3 separate regions of the Mus musculus genome follow, and all the other regions are linked to region 3. The links are chromatin contacts, called in public HiChIP or PLAC-seq maps. All regions are on one chromosome and are shown on one strand. The core of a region is the stretch at or near the end of the contact, and the rest is flanking DNA. Distances in the headings are between cores, read along the strand shown. Region 1 has its middle 7.2 kb from the start of n-TStga3. Region 2 has its middle 20 kb from the start of Dnajc12. Region 3 overlaps Mypn (myopalladin).

Region 1 (3,968 bases), core at 1,014-3,513, 240 kb before region 3:
AAAGTACATCACACATTTTGAGAAGGAAAGAAAAGTGAGCAGGAAGGAGAGAGAGATGAAGGGAAGTGATGGCTCAGTGGTTAAGAGCACTGACTGTTCTTCCAGAGGTCATGAGTTCAAATCCCAGCAACCACATGGTGGCTCACAACCATCCTAATGGGATCTGATGCCCTTTTCTGGAGTGTTTGAAGACAGCTACAGGGTACTCACATACAAAAAAGAAAGAAAAGAAAAGAAACAAGATTAGACAAAGCAAGAGGAAGGAAAGAAAGGAGATTCAAGGAAGCGGCAGAAATGGGGCTAGGAAGCGAGTCAGCTGGAAACGGTTCCTGTCGGGTTGGTCTGGTGCTGCTTGTTTTCAGATGCTGAATTCTGTACCTCTATCTGCTTGCTCTGAGATGAGCAGATCCTCCGGACACAGGCTACTGCTATCTAAACCTTGTTGCCCAAGTTATCCCTGATTGGTTAATTAAGATGCCTACAGCCTGGGCTGAGTAAAAGAGATGGTGGTGGAGGGAGGTTCCTGGGCTTTGGGTTGGGGAGAGACCAGGGAGCAGAGGAAGGGGAAAAGAAAGGAGTGGTCATAGGGTTAGGTAGATCAGGAGGGCTGGCCTGTTGGATAAGAGCAACCCAGGCAGAACGTGGCAAATGATATCTCCGGTTATTTACTACGAAGTAGACAAGGTAGCATAGAGGGCTGATATCTGCCCAGTTCTAAAGTTTTGAGGCGTGTGTGTGTGTGTGTGTGTGTGTGTGTGTGTGCACTCTCTCTCTCTCTCTCTCTCTCTCTCTCTCTCTCTCGTGATTTTTACTTGGGAACTAAACAATCTAAGGTGGGGTAGAAACCCCCAAATAATATTTTCCACAGCAGGTTTTTTCTGAACTCATTCTCTAAAAGCATGCCTGGGAATACCATGACCAGTGGGAAAGGGCGATCGGCGTGCAACAACTTTTTATACACTAGTGACACTAGTGACATAGCAGTAAACAGAGTCCGCAAAACAGACACATCACCAGTCACAAGAGTCCACTCCTGTGATACCAGCCATAAGAAAAACAGGGCCAAACGATTTCGATGAGTTTGAAGCCAACCAGGGCTACAGAACCGGACCAGCTCTCAGAAAACCAGACTTACAGTTCTTACTGTGGGGAAGGAAAAGGCACAGTGAAAACTTGTCCAGCAGTTGTTTAGAGGTTCGTCTGCTGCAGAAATAGTCTCCCCCTTCACCCCATTGTTTCACACACTAAGGTGTGTATGTAGACGCCCACCCTCATCCTACCTTGGGCCACAGATAACAACTGGCTCAGACTGCTGAACACACACACACACACACACACACACACACCTCTGAACAGAAGAGTTCTTTCCTCTCCCAAACAGCAATGACGTGAGCGTGGACCCAAGCAATCTGCAGAATCATTAGAGATTGCTTCAGATTCTTCGTGGCCCTAGGCTTTATTCATGAAATGCCTGTTGTGGACAAGATCCTCAGTGGACCCCGCAGCAGAGATAGAAAGGCAGCTCAGCAACCTTCCCATCTGGACATTTTGCAGTTTCGCAGATGAGACCAAAGGCTTTCTGGGCAGACCCTTCTGCTACTGGTAGTCCAATGCCACCATCTTGTGGCTATTGGAGGAAAGATGACCTGAAATTTTATTTGGGGGGCTCTGTGTGTATTTTGTAGTGAAAAAACTCTCTCTCTCTTTCTCTCTCTTTCTCTCTCTCTCTCTCTCTCTCTCTCTCTCTCTCTCTCTCTCTCTCTCTCTCTCTCTCTCTCTCTCGTCTTGGCTGGAACTAGAGAGATGACTCAGCAGTTAAGACCACTGGCTGCTCTTCCAGAGAACCCAGGGTTCAACTCACACCATAAGCATGACAGCAATCATTTGTTAACTCCAGTTCCAGGGGATCTGATGCCCTCTTCTGGTGAGCACCGGCACTGCATGACTGCTGTGCAGACAACACTTACAAGACACATAAAAGGTGTGTGGTGCACACCTTTAGTCCCAGCACTTAGGAGGCAGGGGAAAGAGGATCTCTTGAGTTCAAGGTCAACCTAGTCTACAGAGTGAATTCCAGGACAGCCAGAGGTACCAGGAGGAACCCTGTCTTGAAAAAAAATAGTAATAAAATAAATGTTTAAATACTTTTTTAAAATCATCTTGGTGCTGGAGAGTTGGCTCAGTGGTTAAGAGAACTCATTACTCTTGCAGAGAACCTGGGTTCCATTCCCAGCTCTCACACAGTGGCTCACAACCATTTGTAACTCCAATCCCAGAAGATCGCAGTCCCTCTTCTGACCTCCAGGGGCACCAGGCGTGCACAGAGTGCACATACGTATGCGCAGGCAAAACACTCATACACATAAAATTGTTTTTAAAAACTAAATCATCTTGCTGTGCGTGGCGGTGCACACCTTTAGTCCCAGCACTCGTGAAGCCAGGTGGATCTCTTTGAGTTCAAGACCACCCTGGTCTACAGTGTGAGTTCCAGGACAGCCAGGGCTACACAGAGGATCCCTGTCTTTAAAAAAAAAAAAAAAAAAAAAAAAAAAAAAAAAAAATTAAATAACCTTGTACAGAAATGTTCAGACCTCCTGCCTCTGCGCCCAACGTCCGCGTCGCCGATCTGCGCCGCCGTCATGGCCGACGTGGAGGACGGCGAGGAACCCTGCGTCCTTTCTTCGCACTCCAGCTCAGGCTCCAAGTCGGGAGGCAACAAGATGTTCTCCCTCAAGAAGTGGAACGCGGTAGCCATGTGGAGCTGGGACGTTGAGTGCGATACCTGTGCCACCTGCAGGGTCCAGGTGATGGATGCCTGTCTTCGATGTCAAGCTGAAAACAAGCAAAAGGACTGTGTCGTGGTCTGGGGAGAGTGTAACCATTCCTTCCACAACTGTTGCATGTCCCTGTGGGTGAAACAGAATAATCGCTGCCCTCTGTGCCAGCAGGACTGGGTGGTCCAAAGAATCGGCAAATGAGAGGTGGCCCAGGCGCTCCTGGTGTGGTTGCTGACCCTGGACAACCTTGCCATCAAGTTACTGGACAAAGACTAAACACTGCAGGGGATTCATCCTTGAGAGAGAGAGGATGCTGTGTGCCTTTGAGACTCATCAAAGGCATGCTTTATTAATTTGTCTGTTTAGTTTTGGGAAATTCTCTACAATTAAAATAATTTGTTAAAAATGGCCTTTCCTACCTCTGTGGTGTGTGTGTGATACGTATGCATAGAAGAGCAAGAACACCAGAAAATGATCTTTGTTTATCTGTCAGTACCCACGACTGTGGGAACATTGGGTTCACAGAAGAACATTGTTTGTGTTTATGCTTGAGGGTTAAAAAAATAGATAAATGAATGTTACAGTAACAAATAAAATGCATTGAAAAGCCGACTCCTCCTAAATCATTTTTGTGTTGGGAGAGAGGCAAGTGAGGCAACCCTGCTGTCTTCATTTACTGTGAATAAGGATTTTAACCTGCACTCGGTGAAGAGGGTAAATACGGTGTAACTGTCAGGTAAACGGCTTTGTCTCCTGACTTCTCCATCTTTGACTTGGCCAGGAAGCCTGGACTGTTCAACCACTTAGTTCTAAAGAACTGTTTTCTGTTTTTGCGAAGGTTGTATTGTATGTTTTAGTCAAAATATTAGTAGGAAAATGCTTACTAGTATAACACTGAAGTTCATTATGCAGTGTTTTAATAAATAAAATATTGTGCTTTGAGTTATTAAAGTTTGATATATACTCTTAAAATCATTAAACTAATTCATCAATTAAATAATTCGAAGAAAAAAAAAAGAAATGTTCAAAGTTTTCCAAGACACATTCCCTGAAACACTACGATCGTGTTGTGCATCATCTGGCTAAAATCACTCTGTGTCGGTTCCATGTTCTTCTCACAGAAATTTGGCAGCCTGAAATTCTGTCACCTCAGTTGGAACTGACCATAAGGAAATACCTTCTTTATACTCC
Region 2 (4,153 bases), core at 1,187-3,686, 180 kb before region 3:
AACAAAAACAAAAATGAATGAATGAATGAATGAAATAAAGATACTGTGGTGGTTTGAATAGGAATGGCCCTTATAGGTTTATATATTTAATGCTTAGGGAGTGAAATTACGAGATGTGGCCTTGTTGGAGGAAGTGTGCCACTGGGGGTGGGCAATGCTCAAGCTAGGGCCAGTGTCTGTCTGTCTCTCTCCCTCTCTCGGCTGCCTATAGATCCAGATGTAGGACTCTCCGTTCTTCCTCCAGCTCCATGTCTGCCTGCTTACCCCCGTGCTTTTCCCACTGTGATGACAATAGACCAAACCTCTGAGGTGTACGCCAGCCCCAGTTAAATGCTTTCCTTTATAAGAGCTGCTGTGGCCATGGTGTCTGTAAGAATACTAGTATATGTTCACTGAATATCGATTTTGAAATAATTCAAAACTTTAAGCCTGTCTTAGTTAGGGTTTCCATTGCTGAGAAGACATACTGTGACCAAGGCAACTCTTATAAAGGACAACATTTAATTGGGGCTGGCTTACAGGTTTAGAGGTTCAGTCCGTTATCATCATGGTGGGAAGCATGGCAGCATCCAGGCAGACTTGGTGCTGGAGGAGCCAAGAGTTCTACATCTTGATCTGAAAGCAGCCAGGAAAAGACTGCCTTCTAGGCAACTAGGGGGAGGGTCTCAAAGCCCACCCCCACAGTGACACACTTCCTCCAACAAGGCTACACCTACACCAACAAGGCCATTCCCTGGGCCAAGCCTATACAAACCACCACAGTGTCTCTTCACAGCAATAGAGCACTGATTGAGACAGATATGAAGGCAGAGGATATAGCTCAGTAGGGTGTTCCTAACATACTGGTTCAGTCCCCAGTATGGGAACAAACAAAACTGTCAAGTGCTACGGGCAGAGGGCCAACACAGTGGTAGAGAAGTTCCCTCGCATGTGCAATGCCCTGAGTCAATCAATAAGAGCTGGAGAACAGGGCAGAGCTGGCACATGCCTTTAGTTCCAGCATTGGTGAATTCCAGAATTCCAGGCTAGCTGATTCTATAAGACCCTATCTCCAATATCGTGTGTGTGTGTGTGTGTGTGTGTGTGTGTGTATGTATGAAATATAATTTGGCAAAGGGGTACATGGCAAGGCCCATGCCAAGGTGTGGCCCCTGAGTAATTACATCATGCAACAGATCAGGTATAAAGGGGGTTTACTGGGGGAAGGGAAAGGAGTGAGGGTCTGGGAAGACGGGAAGAGGCAGACAAGTGGACATGTAGACAGGCAGGCAGACAGACAGGAAGCAGACAGAGAGCCATGAGGGCAGAGAAGGAAAGAAGAGGTCAAGAGAGAATGCCGGGAACAGAGAAAGACACAGAGAGAGAAAACGGGGAAACTGAAAGGGCTGGGGTGGTAGGCAGTCCATTTATAGGCAGCCCATAACCTAGCAGCCGCAGATGACTTAAGTTGTTGCTAGGTCCCTGAGAGGAGTCTAATGGAATGGTCTGTAAGTTAACACGCCAACACACACACAGTGTTAAAAAATAACTTTCGCTTAGACATGGTAATACGTGCCAAAACTCTAAGCACCCAGGAGGCTGAGACAGAAGGGTCACAAGTTTCAGGTCAGCCCGCAGCTACCCAGCAAGTTCCAAAACAGACTGAGAAACATAGCAAGACTCTGACCAAAAATCAAGAAAGTCCACTCTGATTGCAGTTAAGGGAAGCAGTTTTCAGAGTTGAAATTACCTAATACTGAGGTTAAAGAAATTGTTGTCAAGAAGTTAGGAGCGTCCTCATGGGTACCAGTGTCCATGAGGAGGCCTTGGATCCCTTGGCATCAAACACTGTTTTCAGGAAGCGCACGGGCCAGTTCAGTGGCCTCTCACAGCTGGGTAGCACTTTCTTAGTTCCTACAGAGTTAGTGTTCGGCGGCGGGAGGGGGGTGGGGGGGGTGGGGGGTGGGGGGGGTGGTATCAATTAACAAAGAAATCTGAAACCTTCACAAGCCTCTGTGTACTAAACACTCCAAACATCAGTTTGACCTACTGTCCCGCCATGTCCTTGAGGACTCGCGATTTAAACCGCTTTGGCAGATAAAACAGAGTACGACAGTTCTCTTAAGGCAATGAGCATTTGCCAGGAAAACAACAGGTGGGTATCCCAACCACTTCCAAAAGCATCCTTCGCCTTCCACTGAAATCGGTGAAGCCACTTGAAATAGTGAGCCCGGGAGACCCCATCCCTAGAACCTCTAAGCCTTCTGAAACAGGGCTTCAGATTTTAATGAAGAGCTGAAGTTGGAAATCACTACATGCCACGTCATATCCAGAGAGTCCATCCTTCTGTCTTTACAGTGGCTGCTCATGAATCAAACAGTTCTTCACCTCCCGCAGCAAGACTCTACACCCCAGGTTTCGAGGTGCGTGGTGAAGGGAGGTGTGCTGTGCGCGGCCCCTCGGTAGCGCCCTGGGTCTCCTTATGATTGGCTCTGTGACGATGTGTCTTCCACATCTAGCTCTCTTTGGTCTGAAAGGGAATAAGTGAGTGAATGAATGAATGAATGAATGAATGAATGAGGGTAGGGCAGGAGCCCCTTTGTCTCCTCCTCCTTTTGTCCTGAGGCTATACTGGTGAGTAGGAAAACTGAAAATCCAAATTTTGTTAAAGGTGTGCTGGATCTGTATTCCTATCCCAGGCAAGGCAAAGCCAGCTGAGCCTTCCATTGTTTTGCTGGTTAAAGCTGTTTTAAGTTTTGACACACACACTTCTCCATTAGTCTCCCTTGTTCAGGATCTTTCTGGGACTGACTGGTACTGTAGCCGTTAGTATTCTAATGCTAATTTGGGTCCCCTAAGTTAGTTGACTTGAGAGGGTAACTCCTAGCTTCTGGGAAACTGCCCCAGTTAATTCTGATTGGTAAATAAAGATGCCAGCAGCCAATAGCTGGGGAGAAGAGAGGAAGAGGCAGGATTTAAGGTTCCTGGGCTTGGGACCTGGAGGAAGCAGGAGGGAAGAAGAGAGACTCGCTCTGCCTCAGGAGTGTGCAGAACAGAGACAAGAGCAGCCATGGGGTAGGGAAGCAAGGCGAGCCTTGGGTTCCGGGCCAAGAAAACGTGGCCCAGAGGGCTGACTAATTGGAATTAGGAGCAGCGAAGATGGAGCATAGAGATTAGAAGTAGTAACTCAGAGTTAGGCAGTTGCCCGGCTATTGTGTTATTTAAGGCATATTAAAATATAAAGGCGGTGTGTGTGTCTTTCATCTGGGAACATAAATGGTCTAAGGTGGGAAGGACCTCGCGCCAGGATTTATTAAAAATATTACTATTGGGCTGGAAAGATGGCTCAGCGGTTAAGAGCACTGACTGCTCTTCCAAAGGTCCTGACTGAGTTCAAAATCCCAGTAACCGCTGGGGGGGGGGGGGGGGGCGCACACCTTTAATCCCAGCTCTTGGGAGGCAGAGGCAGGCGGATTTCTGAGTTCGAGGCCAGCCTGGTCTACAGAGTGAGTTCTAGGACAGCCAGGGCTACACAGAAAAATCCTGTCTTAAAAAAAAAAAAAATCCCAGCAACGAGGCTGGAGAGATGGCTCAGTATTTAACAGCACGACTGCTCTTCTGAAGGTCCTGAGTTCAGATCTGACGTCCTCTTCTGGTGTGCCTGACAACAGCTACAGTGTACTTCATAGAATAAATAAATCTTTAAACAATATATTACTACTACAACATACACCAGGTGTAAGAAGTACACATCATCAGAATGTTTGTTGTCCACCTGTTGAAGGGCCAGGCTCTCTGCTATGGACTAGGGATACCAGATAAGTCAAGCCCAGAATGTATGTGGTATCTCTATAGTCCAGGTGGTCTTGAACTTGCTAGGGTACCTAGGCTGGTCTCTAACTCTCTGTCCTAGGATTACCAGCAAGTGCCACCAGGTAGACTCTCCAGGTATTTAATATCCAAGATAAGTGGACCTCAAAACATTTAATTAAATATTATTGTTAAACCAGGCAGTGGTGGTGCATACCTTTAATCCCAGCACTTGGGAGGCAGAGGCAGGCAGATTTCTGCATTCAAGGCCAGCCTGGCCTACAGAGTGAGTTCCAGGACAGCCAGGGCTATACAGAGAAATCCTGTCTCGGAAAATAAATAAATAAATAAATAACCCGACCCC
Region 3 (3,953 bases), core at 856-3,355:
AAGCCCTCGGGGCACACAGCCATGCTACTGCTTAGGATTCAGCACTGAAAGAGTAGATGTAGCCAGAACCTGAGGGGTGAGGCAGACATGGTTTTGAAGTAACAGAGAGCAAGGCAGCTTTAGATGGCTTCTGAGGCAGGCAGAGCGGCTTGTGGGCTAGCAGCGTTGAGAGCTACTGGGGACCTGAACAGGCAAGCAATGTCATAGGCTACACCCAGGACTTAAGATGAGGCCAGACACTCTTCTAACAAGCTGCTGGCACCTCGCTGATGATTGGCGGTGCTCAGCATTGCGTATGTCTCTAATTTTGTCAATGATGTAAAAGTTTAAAAAAAAAAAAAAAGGTAAGGGCCAGGGAGATGGCTCTCTGCAGGTGAAGATGCTTGCCACTAAGGCTGACAACCTGACCTTGATCTGCAGAGCCCACGCAGGTTGTCCTCCAGCCGCAACGTGCACACCATGGCACCCGAACACCCCCATACCCAATGTTTAAGTATAAGGTTCTTTCTTTTAAAGATTAAGTGTATTAGTCAGTCTGTCATGTAAAAACGTGAGGTGACTGGAATTAGAATGTCTATATTCTTTCACTCCATGACTTAGCTTCCTTAAGCCAAGTCCCTGTTCAGTCTTTTTCACGCTGTGTGGTATATCAGCACATGGCTACACTGTTGCTCCCCCCGGCCCCCCATGACTGATCTTCTTCAGTGTTTCCCCCTACATTTATAATGGTATATACTTCCAATATAGCCTGGTGAACGTGTTTTCACTTCTTTTTTTAATGTGGGTAGGGATGAGATTAGAGGCAGTGTCTGTATAACATCAACCTCATAAAAGTAGCAAATTGTCTTCCCAAAGAATTGTTCTGACTTTTGGTCTCACGGAGATAATGCAAGGGTTTTGGTGACTCTGTATCATGGCCAATATTGGCATTACCAGTTTAACTAATGGAGTGGGTATGAAGCTCTGCCGCATATTATTTAGTTGATCATATTAAATTTTTTATTTATTTGTTTAATAATAATGGGTGTTAATAGCCACAAACATGGTGGATTTTTCTATTTCCTAAGGCGTCCTGTAGCAAATTTGTTTTGTTTGTGTTTGGTTTTAGGCTTTGCAGTTCCCACTGGTCCTGATCTTATTTCTGACCTTAACAAGATCGATTTCTACCCTTTAACATTATGTGGGATTTTGTTAAACATCCTCTCCTCTAGGAAGTTTCTTATTTAAAAATCCAGTCAGGCATCATGGCACATGCCTATAATCCCAGTGCTTTTGAGGTAAAGGCAGGAGTTTCAGGCCAGCACGGGGACTAGAGCTTGTGTTTAAAAAAGAGAAGAAAACTTAATTTGGGTGTATGGGTAAGAGAGCAATGTAGAGTGTGTGTGTGTGTGTGTGTGTGTGTGTGTGTGTGTGTGTTTATGTGTGTGCATGTGTGTGTGTTTGAGTATGTGTGTATGAGTGTGTGTGTGTGTGCAGGGATATTCATCCATGAATGCTCATGTAGAGGAGAGAGTTGTTTCTTCAGCTGCTCTCCACATTATTCTTTGAAACAAGGAGGATGTCCTGACAGACCTGGAACTCACTGTCTTGCCTAAACTGGCTAGCCAGAGAGCCTCTGGGAATCTGCCTTCTGACTTCCAGCCTCCTACAGTGTTTGGGGTTGCAGGTGTGCTTCATTGACCCTGGCTTGTATTCTTCCCTCATATGTGTGCACACATACATGCACACACATGTGTGGTATTTTAAGACTCGGGGAGCCTTGGCTTACCAGGGACCAGGTGAGTGAACCACAGGAGCCGGGATCGATGCAAAAAGCAAGAAGTGTTTATTGTTCCAGTGCACTGGGGTCGTCCTAGACCCAAAAGAGAGGTGGCGACCCCCAGCACCTGTTCAGTGAGTTTTTATATGGTTTCCAGGGGCAGAACAGAGCATCAGCAACTAGGCACAATACTATTGGCAGAACAGTGAGCCCTTTAAACTGATTGGTCTCTAGGGAATGAGGTGACAAGGAAATTGTCTGAAAGTGAGCAATGATCAGCCCTGGGGAATGTGCCCCCACCTGCAGGTCTGCTCCCACCCAGCGGTCTGAGAAATGCTAATTAGCCTCTCCCTTCCCAAGGGGTGAGTGTTTCATGACCTGCCCAAAGTCCCTATGCTGATCTTTTCAGTATGTGTCTCAGTGTGCACAGGAAGGTCAGAGGACGAACAGCAGGAGTGGGTTCTCTCCACCCACCACATCATTGTTGGAGAGCTAGACTCTGTCTCTCCTACTTACACAGAAAGCACTTCATCTGCTGAATCATTGTCCAAGCCTAAGTTTAAAAAAAAAATAGTAAGAGAGAATTTAAAGGTTTTTTTCTCCTATGGAGATCATCGATTTCTTCCAGCATCATTCCTGTTAACATAGCAAAGAATACGGGCTTTATAATATTAAGAGAAACTCAGTTTTTGGGTTTTTTTTTTTTTTTGAGATAAACATATCCTAGCCGGGCTGTGGTGACACACATCTTTAATCCCAGCACTTGGGAGGCAGAGGCAGGCGAATTTCTGAGTTCGAGGCCAGCCTGGTCTACAGAGTGAGTTCCAGGACAGCCAAGGCTATACAGAGAAACTCTGTCTCAAAAACAAACAAACAAACAAACAAACAAACAAGAGATAAATATATCCTGGTCACAATCTATTATCTTTTTGATATGTTTCTGGATCCGGTTTATTGGCATTTGGTTTAGAACTTTTGCATTTTTTGTTCAAGTACAAAATCAACTTCAGTTTTCCCTCTCCTACTTCTGTCACAAAAGAATTGCCCCAAACCCCAAGGGTGATGCTTAATCCATGCCAGGGAGTCAACCTTGGAACTCTCTGTGGTTTGCCTCTTTATGACTGGTAGGGGCCTCCAATCTAAGTTAGGGGCTACTCTCTTCATCATTATTATCATATCATCCCTATCTAGTCAGTGTTGTAAAGAAATACCAATATACAAATTTTGGGTCAATAAGAAAACCAGTTTTTCATGAGTGTTTTTCCTCCTGGCCCCAAGCTCCCGAAATAATGACTATGAGACTCAAAATATATAAACAAATACCTTGGCCAGATAGCCTAAAATATATAAACAAATACGTTGGCCAGATAGCCTCAGCTGGTTCCCCAATTAGATAACAACTTAATAACCCATTTATTCCCATCTAAGTTTTGCCACATGGCTAGTTACCTCTGCCCAAGTTCAGTGCATCTATCCTCCTTCATGTTCTGGGGCCAATCTCTCTGTGCCTGGCTCTCTCCCAGAATCCTTTCTCTCTACCAGATGTCTCTCCTATAGGCCATAAGGTTTTGTTTTTTTTTTTTTTAATTGACAAGTGATGCATCCATACAACACACAAGATGTTCTCTCTGCAGGGTACACTGGGAAAATGCATCCCAAATGGTAAGAGAAAAATAGGGACCAACATAGAAAAGAGGAGTTGCTCTAAGAAGGAATAGTTAAACTGGGCAGGGCACTCTGGAATCTGAGGCAGGAGGATTTAGAGTTTGAAGCCAGCCTGAGCTACATAGACCTGTCTGGAAATTTGATAAGTAAAACTCTTTTGAGAAAGATGGAATAAATTGTGGGCTACACTGAATGCAAATTAGAGGCAAATAAGGTGAAAACCTCGGTAGCATGAGTTAGATATTATTAACTTATTTATATTATCGTTAAATTATAAATATTAATGCAAATAGGTATTTAACTTAATAGTAGTGTGACCTCGGGAGAATTGAAAGGATAATAGGCACAGCAGGTAGATTAGAAGTGTCTTAGTTAGGGTTTTACTGCTGTGAACAGACACCATGACCAAGGCAACTCTTATAAGGACAACACTTAATTAGGGCTGGCTTACAGGTTCAGAGGTTCAGTCCATTATCATCAAAGTAGGAGCATGGCAGCATCCAGGCAGGCATGGTGCAAGAGGAGCTGA

Evidence for each region. HiChIP or PLAC-seq counts read pairs in DNA pulled down with a chosen protein or histone mark.
Region 1: a contact with region 3 is called in an H3K27ac HiChIP or PLAC-seq map of embryonic stem cells, with 5 read pairs. The contact joins two enhancer-like sites. A contact is called at or near these places in 1 of 39 promoter capture datasets (pre-B cells), 1 of 484 Hi-C or Micro-C datasets (embryonic stem cells), 2 of 115 datasets of contacts at active chromatin or transcription factors (embryonic stem cells and memory CD8 T cells) and 2 of 9 other capture datasets (adipose tissue and liver).
Region 2: an H3K27ac HiChIP or PLAC-seq map of embryonic stem cells shows a contact between it and region 3, with 5 read pairs. The contact joins two enhancer-like sites. A contact is called at or near these places in 1 of 39 promoter capture datasets (neutrophils), 1 of 484 Hi-C or Micro-C datasets (nephron progenitors) and 5 of 115 datasets of contacts at active chromatin or transcription factors (bone marrow-derived macrophages and embryonic stem cells).

The regions. Positions count from the first base shown.
Region 1 is chr10:63,420,411-63,424,378 of GRCm38.p6, reverse strand. It overlaps the pseudogene Gm7075. Among named protein-coding and RNA genes, the nearest start is that of n-TStga3, 7.2 kb to the left of the region's middle. Within about 2 kb of position 2,263, at least 8 of the 459 cell types and tissues checked have an H3K27ac peak or open chromatin away from gene starts, as enhancers often do. A contact at or near this core is called in embryonic stem cells, where this site is marked.
Region 2 is chr10:63,364,979-63,369,131 of GRCm38.p6, reverse strand. No RefSeq gene overlaps it. Among named protein-coding and RNA genes, the nearest start is that of Dnajc12, 20 kb to the left of the region's middle. Within about 2 kb of position 2,436, at least 14 of the 459 cell types and tissues checked have an H3K27ac peak or open chromatin away from gene starts, as enhancers often do. A contact at or near this core is called in embryonic stem cells, where this site is marked.
Region 3 is chr10:63,180,728-63,184,680 of GRCm38.p6, reverse strand. The region is part of intron 2 of Mypn (myopalladin); the gene reads left to right. Among named protein-coding and RNA genes, the nearest start is that of Mypn, 21 kb to the left of the region's middle. Within about 2 kb of position 2,105, at least 6 of the 459 cell types and tissues checked have an H3K27ac peak or open chromatin away from gene starts, as enhancers often do. A contact at or near this core is called in embryonic stem cells, where this site is marked.